Regions from separate parts of the Mus musculus genome. Here region 1 is linked to region 2. The links are chromatin contacts, called in public targeted proximity ligation maps. All regions are on one chromosome and are shown on one strand. The core of a region is the stretch at or near the end of the contact, and the rest is flanking DNA. Distances in the headings are between cores, read along the strand shown.

Region 1 (6,868 bases), core at 1,904-4,403, 140 kb before region 2:
GTTCTCATAGCTGGGTACTCATAGCTGGGTAGTACTCTGCGGGAATGGTTAGCACTGTGACTCAGCTGTGGGCTGGGTAATGAAGAATAGTGACCTGCATATTTATCACTGCTAGACTGGCTGCTGTAACCTAAGGCCATACAAAGGGAACTGGGTTCAGTTCTTTGACAAGCACACAGCTTCCGATGATAGCTTTGTGGGGCATCACCATATATCTTCTGACTCTTCAAGAGCCACTGGTGTAAGCCAGTGGGTTGCCCGGGCTATCTTGGAACCACTCTGTTTCTCTTGATACAATAGCATTCACTCAGTGTTTGGTGTAGAATATCTGTGTACAAATGAGAGGATTCTAGGTTCTCCTGTGACTAAGGGGTAAGTAGGATGCATATGATCAATGTCCTGGAGGGGGGTTAAGACAAGTACCTGGACAACAGCTACAGGAGATGGAGATGAAACTTCCTATGGCAAGAGACACCATGGAAGTCAAAATCACCAGCTACTTGGGCAGTGACAAACCAGAGAGCTGTAACAAGTAGCACCAAGCTAGGATGTTTTCTTTGTCACAAAGACCAGGTTAATAGCCGCCTCTCTTGCGAGACTAAGGATAATGTGCATGCATGGCTCCTACCATCTTTAGAAGTCATATAAATGCAAGCCACCACATTTACATTACCTCAAAGAGTATAAGAACAGACTCACAGTTATTAAAACAGCCTTCTCCCTCACTTACTTGTGTGTATCCTGGGACATACAGAAATGCTTATACAATAGAGCATGCTTTATGAAAAAGGTCAGGCCAGATATGCATTCACATCTTCAGCTCTGGACTTGAATGGATGCAGCCTGACCTACTTGTTTACATCAGTGGGGGACTTGGAAAAATCTCTCTCTTTCTCTCTCTCATACTGTGTTCTGCTTAACAACAAAAGACCAAAATTTCCATTAAATGTCTGTACAAACAAACACATTTTCTTACAAAACCCCAACTTTCTGTTCTGTGTGGAACATTTCCTGACGCCTACTCTAGAGTATCAGGGAAGAGGGATTCCCAGCCCTGAGAAACAGCAGGAAGGCACTTCACTGGAAGGCCTTCCCCTGACATCATGGTCTCAAAGGCCCACGGGTCTCTGAAAAGCTTGGTCCTAGCTACAAAACTGCTTCTTCTTGTCTTGCCAAAATCGGGGCTAGGAGCCAACACTAAGGCCCTCCAGTTTCCCCTGAGAATGGTCTGGTTAGTGAGACCATTATAATAAAAGGGTAATTATCCTCTAATCCAAAACAAAGCCTGACATCAATTTTACCCACATTGGCATTGCCAGTGTTGAGTCAGGTGAGGAGCAGGTGGAAAGGATGTGATAAGGAGGTGGGTGGTACCCAGCCTGACAGTGGGGCAGGGGAGGGGGCTGGGCTCTGGAGATTATAAGGAAGTCCACAGTCATCTCTTCCTTGTGTATCTGGCAGGAAAGCAGTTGGGGAGGGTTGGGGGATCAGAAAGCTGCAGCAGGGGCCTGCCTCAGTCTCTCAAACCCAGGGCCTTCATCCGCAGGGAAATTAGAGTAAGCAGGCCTGGCCAGTCTGGCAGCTCTAGCAGCTATACAGGCAAATAGTAGCCAGGCCCAGCAGCCTGGGCTGAACAGAGCACAGGCAGTGAGAGAGCCAGTGCTGAGATGGGACTGGACGGGGCTGACTTCAAAGGCCTTGAGACAGTAGAGCCACCCGCTCGGCCATCCAATCATTGTGATGTGAGGGGTTTTTTAAATAGTTAGCCTCCTATTTAATGCATTATGTAAGATTATGGGAATTAAACACAGCACGTTAACCCCACTTGGTACCTTGTCGTCTAGTATTTCAGTATTTGAATGCTACGGAAGCTTTTCCTGAAGGCAATGCCATAGCTGTTAGGTTTCTGCCCCATCTCTGCTTCCCAGGGATCTGACACAGCACTTCCTGATGCTGCTGATATCACCTTACCGGGAGAAAATCTGTCCTTGCTGGTCCCTGGCTCTCCTCTTATTCTCTGACCTTTCCTTTGCCCTTCCCTGACTTTTGGACCATGGCTGCTTTCCATGTTCCTGGCCATCTTGCACTCAACTCACCCCACGCTGCCTACGTGTGCCCTGTTTCTTCTCAGTCTGCCGTCTCGTCCTGCTTCCTCGTGTGAGTGAGAGACCTAAGTATCCCACATGTCCACAACATACCTCAAACTCAGTCAGTGCAACAGGCAGGCAGCTGCTCTGCTGACCAACTGGAGTTATACCAAGCATCCTTCATTCCCAGAGGAAAAGCCAATGAAAACCAAATAGAATTGAGGCTGACTGCCCAGATATAGCGTTTGATAGCTTAGGTTTAAGTTTTGGTCCCACTCCTTATCAACTGTGGGATCATGGGCATGTTCATTGTCCTCTTAGTGCCCCACTGTTCACATCTGTAAAATGGACATAATAATAATAAGTTCATAGAAAGTCCATAACTTAGACAAAGCCTGTTAGATCATTGTTAAAATTCTTCTCCGTGAACATAATAGGAACAATATGTGTGAATAAGTCCCAGCAGGCAAATCTTTTATGATCATTAATCTGCCTTCTACCAGTGAATAAGCCATGGCATTTGGCAAAAGTGAAATAATTAATTGAAACCCAATGGTGGCTATGATTAGCAACAAAGAATGTTTTATTATCCCACACAAGCCTGATGACCACGGTAGATATTGTCCCTTGTCCCATCAAAACTGAGTGGTCTTAAAGATCATCTGATAGACTGGCAACCAAACACCTGAAACTTTAGGGGAACTTTTAAAAAAACACACATCCCCAGGCCCTCCACTCAGACTGTGTCTCGGTTGGTCTGGGATGTGTCCAAAGAATCTCGAATAACATATGCGTGTTAGATTCAATAATTCAATCCATTTTTCTTCTTGTCAAAGATGATGCACCATAGACGCAACAGAATTAGCCTGTGTGCCACAGATCTCAGCAAGAGGCAAGGGAGAGCTCACGTGCCATACATATCTCCATCACGCAAGTGAAGCAAAGGCATAAATGTGGCACCATGGGCTGCATGCCTGGGGGTGACAAAGAATGAGCGTCTATGTGTGGTTCACAGCTAGGTTTCATGAGGTCTGCATTTGCAGAGGCAAATGCTACTGCAAGATGCCTCTTACCCTGTGAGGTCACTTGGTAAGAAGCATTCTCAGGCCAGGAGAATACAAAGCCTACTTTATGCTTTTTCACTTTGAGAAGCCTCTGAATGTATTCTTGCAATGTATTCTTCCATGTGCCCAAGAACAACTAGTCTAAATTCCTGCCATGCTAAAGATCTCTCCTAGAAGTGTCACAACAGGAGACAATATTTCCCAACCCCAAGAGCCTTCTAATGTTTGGAAAGCAGCTCATTGTCCACGCTGGTTTTGGCAATCACAGTCCCTAGAAACAGCACTGTTGCCTTTGTGACCAGCACAAGCAGCCACAGACTGAACAGTGACCTCATGGCTTAAATGTCCACTCCCTTGGCAAAGGTACAGTTCCTGCTACAAAGATAAGACCCAGGCTTTATCACAATGGGGCAATAGCAGACATGGCCTTTGTCTCAAATAGCCAAACTCTAATGGAAAAGTCTGGAAAATTGCACATTCAAGAATGGCTTGGAGGGACTCATAAAAAAAAAAAAACCCTATGTTAGTAAGCTATTAATATTATTACGTTTCAAATGTGCTTTTTAAGGGACACTTAGACTTCACTGTGTACCCATTTTCTCTGGTTTTCTGTGACCCACACTGGCCAGAGGCTATAGTGAAATAGATGGCACAGGGTGATCTTATAATTTACAGGGGGCCTAATTTTCCTTGTCCCCAGATGTCTCCTAGGAATACATCTGCTTAAAGCTTAAGTCCTGTGGAAGACAGGCAGGTTCTGCCTTCTTTCATTTTCCTCTCAAAAGCTGTCTGATCAATGGTGTCAGAGAGCAAGCTTGAAGTCACGGAGGGAGGGATGTACCCTCAGTTGGGCCATCTCCACCCTTTGTGTTTCCAGTGTGAACTACTTGGGCTCTGTGCTTTGAAACCAGCTTCTTAAGTAGCTCACTAAGCTCCCGAATTGCTGCTCTGGCCAAGGAACTTCTCTTCTTCAGCTTCTTGGAGACCACAGCTGCAACAATAAGCTTATAGCTGGGGACTTCCTTAAGAGAGTCTGTCATATGTAGTTTTCTTGTCCTGGCCTTTGGACCGCTTCTTTTTAGCCCTGTCCCTAGACTTGTTTAATGGGTCTTTGTCTTTCTTGACCAACTAATAATATGGAACACTGCATGAAAGCACACATTCTCCATGGAAGTCAGCCAGGGAGGTGTGGTCTTGAAATACAGATTCCTCCGTCTAAAACAGGACTGTCTGGTACAGGCTTTGTGGGATCACAGGAACCTGTATTCTAACAAGCTCATGGTTAGCCTTTTTCTTTTATCAAAATAGATTCTTTTCTCATCTCTCCTGACTGTAGTTTGCCCTTCCTCTACTCCTCCCAGTTCCTTTCCCTCCCATGCCTTCTGGATCCACTCCCTTTCTATCTCTCATTAGAAGAGAATAGGCTTGTAAGAGATAACAACCAAATGGCAAATAAAATATAATGAGGTAAAGCAAAACCCATCACACAAAGTCCAGACCAGCCAACAGAACAGGTGGAAAAGATCAGGAACAAGACAAAGCTGTCCGCTCTCTCCATACCTATTCCATATAGGACTTGATCTTAGCTGGAGTAATAAGACAGCTAAAGGAGATCAAGTGGATACAAATTGGAAAGGAAGAAATCAAAGCGTCTTTACCTGTAGGTGATATGATGGTATACATGAGTGTCCCTAAACATCCCACTAGGGAATACCTACATCTGACAAACACTTCTAGCCAAGTGGCTGGATACAAAAATTAACTCATAAAAATGTTAGTCTTAATATTGGGGAACACAGCCGGGCATTGGTGGCGTACACCTTTAATCCCAGCACTTGGGAGGCAGGGGCAAGTGGATTTCTGAGTTCGAGGCCAGCCTGGTCTACAGAGTGAGTTCCAGGACAGCCAGGGCTACACAGAGAAACCCTGTCTCGAAAAACAAACAAACAAACAAAAAACCAAAACAACAAACAAACAAACAAAAAAAATTGGGGAACACAGTTCAAACCCTTTATAAGGTTTGAAGGGAACTGGTAAGCAATTTTGTTGTGTTAGATTGTGCCCGTGAGTAGGTCTTTGATGTCTGATTTTTGTTGGCACCTCTTACGAGGGGTGTCTTCAGATCTCTTGTCATCTCTGTCATGTGGATACACACAGGGTAGGGATGGGTGCCTTTTTAGAGGTATAAAGCAACATAAATATAAAATGTAAATTATCATAATCCTCTTGCTCATACATAACCTGTATTTAGGATATATTGGCAAAGTGCTTCTGAAAGATTCTAGATAGGAAATGCCTGAAAGTTCCCAGAGGACCAGAGTGGAATTAATGCCCAGCCTGAGCCAGCTTTCAATGAAAATCAACATTTTCTAAATTTAATAAAGAGCAGCGTGAATTTATAAACCTGCGAGCATTACAATGGGTGCCCAGAATGCATCAGATCAGCACAAGATGCGCCTGGGACCCAAGCCCCACCAGGCTTCTTCCACAGCCATGGTGTTTGCCTGTACTCTGCCATGCCATCGCCTCAGATCAGAGCAGGGCCAGGATGCAAAAACACACTAGAGCTGGAAACAATGTTTCTACTCCCAACAATTACTTTAATTCTTAGTAATTATTCTGAAAGTGCTACTAAAAGAAGATTTTCTGCAAGAACAAGGAGATCCAGCTGAGGTCCTGCCCCTGTCCCCGCTGTGACCCACAGATCCTAGGTGAAGACGCCCAGTCCATTACCAAGACCTGGTTCATGCTTTCACCTAACTAGACCTGCTTCATCTGAAGACTTAAACTGTTCTGAGTTTTAGAAGGCAATCTGTTAACGTTAAATTCAAAAGAAATTACATCAGTCTTAAAAAAAATTATAGCAGTGCGACCAAAATGTGATCAAGGGTTTTTAAAAAGCAAAACATGATTTATAGCTTTTTCACAAATGAGGCTTACAGAGCCAGCAACAATACAGAAAATGTATGCCAAATTTCTTTCTCGAATAGGAACATATTTTCCAAGTTTTTCTTCCTATTGGAAAGAAAAAACAAAAAACAGCCTTTGTTAGACTCAGAGCTGCAAGAACCAACCCCCAGCAGAATCCTCGCAGGTCTCTGGCCTCCATACTGCTGTCATGGAGTAGACATTCCAATGATATGTTTGTTGTGTCTGCCCTTAAACTCGAATGTCTCTGCATGCCATACAAAGCCTCCCCATTATATTAAACCCCCTTTCTCTTTCCTGATACAGCACAGCCGCAAAAGCCTATGCCCTGTCTTCAACACCAAGAGCACACCAGCAGAAACTTCTAGAAGGTCTTCTCAGTTCACTTTTCCCACAGCCCATCCTTCCAGATGCTGGGATCTCATTCAAACTGTCCCAGGCCATTCTACACAACAGTCTCTCACCATCACCCTTCATCATGACCACTTCATTATATATGGTTGATCACGATGACCTCATTAATCATGGCTACAGGGCTCATGCTTTTAAAAAATAACAAATCTGCGCCTTCCTAATTGTTTAAATGGGGAATTAGTGTCTTAGGAACTAGGGCTTCTTTCTATTGACCATTGTGACATCTGCCATCTAGAACTGTGACTGGCACAGAGAAAGCCCACTGGCCTGTGACTTAAGGAAACCCTGAAAATGTCTGATGGATGCTACGTCCTGAAGAAAGCTTAGGACTCCAGCACTTGGGTTCAGAAACATGCCACTCACAGACTCACTAAT
Region 2 (6,336 bases), core at 2,406-4,905:
TATAGCTAGTGAGTTGTAAGTGTGTTGGTTTATTCCTCTTACCTGAAATGTTATATCATTCGAGTAACATTTTTTTCTAACTTCCTACTCATACTGTATACTCCTCGTGACCATGCTTCACCTGTCTCTGTTGGTTTCACCTTTGAAGATAACACATATATTATATGGGGTTTGAAGATAACACATATATAATATGGGGCTTAGGAACTTTATTATTCTGTTTTCTGTTGCTATAACAAAATGCCAGGAACTGTGTACTTTATAAATATATTCGTTTAGCTCACAATTTTGGAGGCTCTACATAGTGCCTACATCCCTTCTCAGTTCTGGTGAGAGATAGATCTTCAGGTTAAATGACAAAATTGTAGATGTGTATGGAAAGGAAAGTCACATGGTAAGGTAGGAAGCCAGAATGAATTTGGGGTCAGGCTTGTTCCATTATATACCTCATTTTTACAGAAATTAATTTAGTCTGTGAGACCAGCCTTAAGTGCTTCTGACAGTCATAAACCTCTCATTTATCTGGGTTTTTGGTTCTCTCTCTTAAAGATTCTACTATCTGTCAACATTACTACACTGGTGGCACATGGACTTTGGGGGAACTCTTAATCCATATTGTCAGTATTACAAGGTCTAGGTAGAATCGTGGTACCCCAAAAAGGCTGCAGAGCACTGGACTACCTCTTCCACAGGGCATCTGTCACTATACATTGAGGATTTTTATCAATAGAACATTTAAGAGGTCATGCTTACTTTCTCCATTGTCACCAGAGTCGTTTTCTATGAGGATTCCTGTTTAAGTCATCTGTGTATCCTGAAGAGACTACATCAGTCCTGTCCTTCCTACGACAGGGGGATTGCCACTAGAGGTAGTATGCAGCTCCCTACAAGGCCGACTTATAACAGGTTGCTTTCTCCAGGCTGATGGATTCTGTGAGCATATTGTTACAGATTGTGGGCCAGAGTTCTACTGTTATACGTGGTTTGGTCATTGTTCATTTGCATTCCCAGTGTCTCAATATAGCAATATGGGTGCAAGGGTACTGTAAACCCAGGCACGGGCAGTACCATTTGTTGCCTTTAATCTTCCAGACTGCTGCATCCTAGCCCAAATCTGTTTTTAAACTTAGTCCTGTAGAACCAGAATAAGTGTTTCTTCAAAGCCTCTGAGAGTCCCACGACCAAAACTTGAGGTCTGCTGTAAGATTTCTGCAACTGGAGAAATAGAATGAGCCAGAAACTCAAAGCAAACAATTGGCTACTGTTATTTCTCCCAAACCACCTTCATGAGCATCAATTTTATCTCTGCACACTAATCTTCGAGACTGCTCTCACTGCACTTAGGTTTAGGATTGTATCATCCAAAGAAAGCATTATCCAATTGATGCTGCTGCAGTGATAAGTTGGGCAACTTGCTGAAGGGCTTGACTATGTTTTCCTACAGCCAGTCTGCTCTTGGTCAAGACACCATGTGTAGGGCCCCAGGGATATTTCTGGAATTTGAAAGATGCTGAAGTTCCTTGATGAAAAATAGACCAGCCATTCTCCTTTGGTGTTTGTTAGAACAGGAAGAGAGATGGCTGTCAATACGGGATTGATTTTTACCCATAGATTGAAATCATCCCACTTTGATGGCTCTCAGCAACTTTTTCTTGAATAATAAATAAGGAAGAAAACTTTAGCAGCCTTGTCTTTCCATTCAGGTAGAAACATGTCTGCTTGCATTATCTGAGGCCATTTCTTTTCTCTCAAGAGACGCCTGATATATTATATGAATTCCACCTCTCAAGTAATTTCAAATGGGATTGAAGAAAAACTAGTTTTAGTTCAGTCTAATCAGATAAGTGTCTATTGGTGCCATGGCTTCATCTCAGTCCTGTCATTTTCCATAACGTCAAGGATAACATTTCACTCTTGATCTGGATAAATAGAGAGCTGCAGGCTAAAGAGGATGCTCAAAGAACTTCACAAGGGCTACTGAGGAAACGAAGTATAGCTCTGTTGATGAAGAAATGGGCATGTCTCATAGATGAGGCTGAAATGAGAACACATCAGGAAAACATTATAGGAGGAGAAAAATGATTTCATTATGTAAAATATGAATTGTAATAATCAAAATGAACAGTTTAAGTGATTTTATAAAAAGAAAGTGTTCACCGAGTTCTTGTGAGTTTATCTTATGCTAAATGAATGTAGAAAGCTAAGTGTAAAAAGGTAAGCCAAAGCATGGGCTGAGAATGTGTGTCTGCAATCCTAGCACTAGGGAGACTGAGGCAGGGGGATTGAGAATTAGAGACCATCCTGGGCTTGCAGGACAAGATCTTGTCTCAAAAAGCAAACAAGCCAAGAGCAAAGGATGCTCTTTAATTCAGAGTAGATATCACAATGCTAATGTAAAACAAGGGAACTCAGGATCAAAAGAATTAAAATGGAACAAAAGATATCATTTAAAATAAAAAATATCTCCTGACAAAGAAGATGAAGAAACTCATTCACACAGTCATAGAGTATACTAGTAGGTTCTTCTGGCTCCCCTCTACTATGTCAATCACAAGAAGGTTGCCTAGTAACCTTCTCCATCCTCATTTCTTCCCAGCGTGTTTTCTTCCCACTAGGCATGGCTCCTACACATCTTCGGGGATTGCTTTTCTTAAATGATACTTTCTAAAATGTCATTTATTTTGATGCAATTGCTGCAAAACACGTTACTGCAGATGCAATGAGCTTCACATGAGCACGCATTAATTTAAACTTTTGTAAGACAGAAGTCTGGCTGGACTTGGATGAATTATTAAGGTCTTATGAATCTCAAATCAAGGTGTCGGTTGAGTCACCTTCTAATCTGGATGCTTTGGTGAGGGAATTCACATCTAGTAGTAGAACTCAGTTATTTGAAGGCCTGACATCCACATTCTTCTCTTAGTGGTACTCTAGCGTACTCTACTCTTAGACTTCTGGATCCTTCCTTCAGACTTTGAATAATCCTTTTATCTTCTGTGCTGGCAGCTGCACCTCAAACTCCTCCAATGTTTTCCTCTGCTCAGCCAGCGAAACCGTCCTCTTGATAAGAACGTGTATAATCTCTTCTGTTTAAGTAGCTGGTTCTTTTAATCAGAAAAGCCTCCTTTTTTGGTGCGTATGAGGTGATCTAACCACGGGGTCAACATCGCACCTGCTTCCTCGTCCCTTGGATTGGGGCAGGAAATCTAGAAATGGCTCTGTAGATTTTTAGGCTCCTCTCTGCTTCAACAGTCAGAGGCTGGAATAGGGAAATGTCCTGAAGAAATCAGGCCCGGGAGTCTCAGATGTTTACACCAGAGGTATCCCTGGAATTTAAAGCTGCATACCAAGTTACAAGAGTCCAAAGATACCTGATTAGGGGGCCTAAGGAGTTTGAATGACTCAGCTCTCTGCCCTTCGTTATCAAAAAAGTACTTGCTCAGTCGCTGCCGTAAATGGACTTTATCTAGAAATCACTGGCGTTTCTCGGAGAATTCCTAGACCTAACATTAAAGCAATTGCGGAAAGATTCCCCCGCCCCTTGGGTTTTTCTATCTCAATCAGGATCAGAGAGCTCTCTCCAGCTTCATACCTGAGCCCTTCAACCCCATGGGCAATATGGAGGCAGCCCTTTGTCTTGCTAAATAGCCAAGAACTGGCTGGACCCTTCAGATCCTCAGTCAGTTCCTTACCCATCATCTCCCTGAGCATCTATGGGTGGGGCTTACTGGGAAGAGATAAAATGTCCACCTTCACCAGTAGCAAATAAGCACCCGATTCTTCCCCCTCCTTTTGAGCTGCTTCTCTGATGAGAGATGAGAGCCCTTCATACAGATTGACGAGCACGAAGAACAAAAAAGCTTCAGCAATGTTGACCTGAACTTCTTGGTAGTTAAATCGTCTCCTCCTTCCTACTGGCAAGTACCGAAGCTCCCAGAAATCAAAGCCACACTGGGCTAAGAAAAGGAGAAACGAAGGGCTCCTTAGTCTGCTGGTGACAGCGGATATTTAGACCTTAAATAATTAAGGTTATACCATTTGTACCATATTAAGGAAGGCTCTAATCTACACTTACATTAGAGCATGTCATTACTATTCTAAAAAAATTAAATTTTTATCGTGATAGTTAGGAACATTTCTGCCAAGGAATTTTACTGATTGACTAGATTAGATATTAAAATAAGGGAAATGATAAATTATAGAATACTAGATGTTGAATATTTAATAAATCAATCCCATGTTGCTCGTGAAAGTTTCTGGGGGAAAAAAATGCCTGTTGCTTTCTAACATCTAATCAATACTAGTTAATGACACTGGCCTGAGGGCAAGTAGAGGCTGAACTGGTTCACAGACCAAAGCACAGAAGCATCACACTCAGAGTTAAAAAAATTGTTCTAAAACAGGCAGTTGGAGTTGAACTGTTGGTAATTTTCTAGAAGTTAGAGGAAAAGAACTAAGATCGATGCCGTTGCTAGAGATGATTTCTTCAGTAGCTCCTGGATCATAAAATTAGGTTCCAGTTTATAGGACTCTGTTGATAGGTGCAGCTCTTTTTCTTTCACACTTTTATATAACTTTGAACTGTGCCAGTTTCCTTTCCCTCTTTCTTCTCCTCCTCCCTCTCCTCCTCCTCTTCTTCTTCCTCTTCCTCTCCTCTTCTCCTCTTCATGCTGAGAAATGATTTGGACTCTCAAATTCATACTACCTCTAACCATAAGAAGATGAGGGTAGGAAAGCAGGGAGACAGCAGAGATGGAAATAAATGAATTTTATAAAATAAGGGATGATGAAAACAAGCATTGAAAAGCAAGAAACAAAAGGAGAAGAAGTCACAAGAGGATGAGGGAGAGGGGAAAGAAGAGAGAGGTTGGTGATGGAAAGGCTCAGAATGAATAAGAATATATAATATGTGGGCTCCAACATTTTTATGTCTGTGATTGGTGGTGGGGGGTCGTGTTTGTGGAGAACAATAGCTATGCCATCCTTGATTACTGCTTAGTTCTTCAATTATAAGTATGATGCAATTTAAGTACAGTTTTAAATCTACTTAAATTAAATTGGCATAGAGATCATACCAATGAATTTTCAGCCATTCTAAATTTTTTGTCTCTTTACTTGATAGACAGAGCTTTGGTAGGTGCTGGAGAGATGGCAGAGCAGTTAAGAGCACTGATTGTTCTTCCGGGGGGTTTGGGGTCGTCAGTCTCTAGTACCCACATGACAGCTCTCAACGTCTATACCTCCAGTTCCAGGGGATCCAGTACCCTCACATATACATGCATGTAGGCAAAACACCAATGCACATAAAATAAAAATAAACCAGTGAAAAATTAAAAGAAATGTAGGCAATCTAAATATATATATATATGAAGGAAGGGAGGGAGGAAGGAAGGAGGAAGGAACAGAGAAAAAAAGAGACCCGGTAAAGAAAAGTAATTTTAACAACTGGGTTGAGTGCATGCTGCTGTTGATTTGGAAGATTCTGAGATAAGGCTCTCCTAGAACTGAGCACAAGCACCCAGCTATTAGTTTGGGAAAAGAGGGAATGAGAAGGTGGATCTTTTTCCCAGGTAAATCATTAACTGATGTGGAAAGACCAGTCTTAATTGTGGGTGGGATCATTCTCTCTCCCCCCCCTCCCCCTCCCTCTCCCTCCCCCTCAAGGTTGAGACTTCAAGATGTTGGAGATACCAGAGTTTTGGGCCACCTGCTGAGGAGAGCTACAAGTCAGATGTGGAACCAGCTCAAGAAACAGAAGCGTGTTGCAGTCAGCAAAGCTGAAAGGAAAATGGAGATCTGAAGAGCTCGTTGACGTCAGACATGGAGATGCAGTATTTGTAGTTTGCCCAGCTGGGTTTAAGTCTTGGTTTGGTCCCATTTTTTCCTCACTGTGCATCCCTTTCTCCCTTTTAGAATGGTAATCCATTTTGTGGCATTGCATGTTGGAAGTATGTGAACAACTTTTTAATTTGATTTTACAATAGGTTACACAGATAAAAAGATTGCCATGAGTTTCAGAAGAGACTTTGAACTTTTAAACAGTGTTAAGACTGTTATACATTCATTTTAAATTATGAGTTGGCCATGAGCCTATGAGAGCCAGGGAGTAGAATATGGTGGTTTTCATAAGAAGGGCCCCCATGGGCTCATATATATGAATGCTTATTTGCAGGGAGTGGTACAGCCTTGGAGAAGTTGTGGCCTTGCTGGAAGAAGTGTATCACAGGGGATAGGAGGTTTTAAGAACCTGTGCTAGGTCCCAGTTCACTCTTTCTCTTTCTGCTTAAGGATCAGGATGCAGAACTCTCAGCCCCTCCTCCAACACTAGATCTGCCT

The links.
Region 1: a targeted proximity ligation map of extraembryonic endoderm stem cells shows a contact between it and region 2. A contact is called at or near these places in 2 of 39 promoter capture datasets (cranial neural crest and embryonic stem cells) and 2 of 130 datasets of targeted methods (embryonic stem cells and extraembryonic endoderm stem cells).

Annotation. Positions count from the first base shown.
Region 1 is chr19:23,797,941-23,804,808 of GRCm38.p6, reverse strand. The region is part of intron 1 of Apba1 (amyloid beta (A4) precursor protein binding, family A, member 1); the gene reads right to left. Among named protein-coding and RNA genes, the nearest start is that of Apba1, 42 kb to the right of the region's middle.
Region 2 is chr19:23,654,775-23,661,110 of GRCm38.p6, reverse strand. No RefSeq gene overlaps it. Among named protein-coding and RNA genes, the nearest start is that of 1700028P14Rik, 5.1 kb to the right of the region's middle.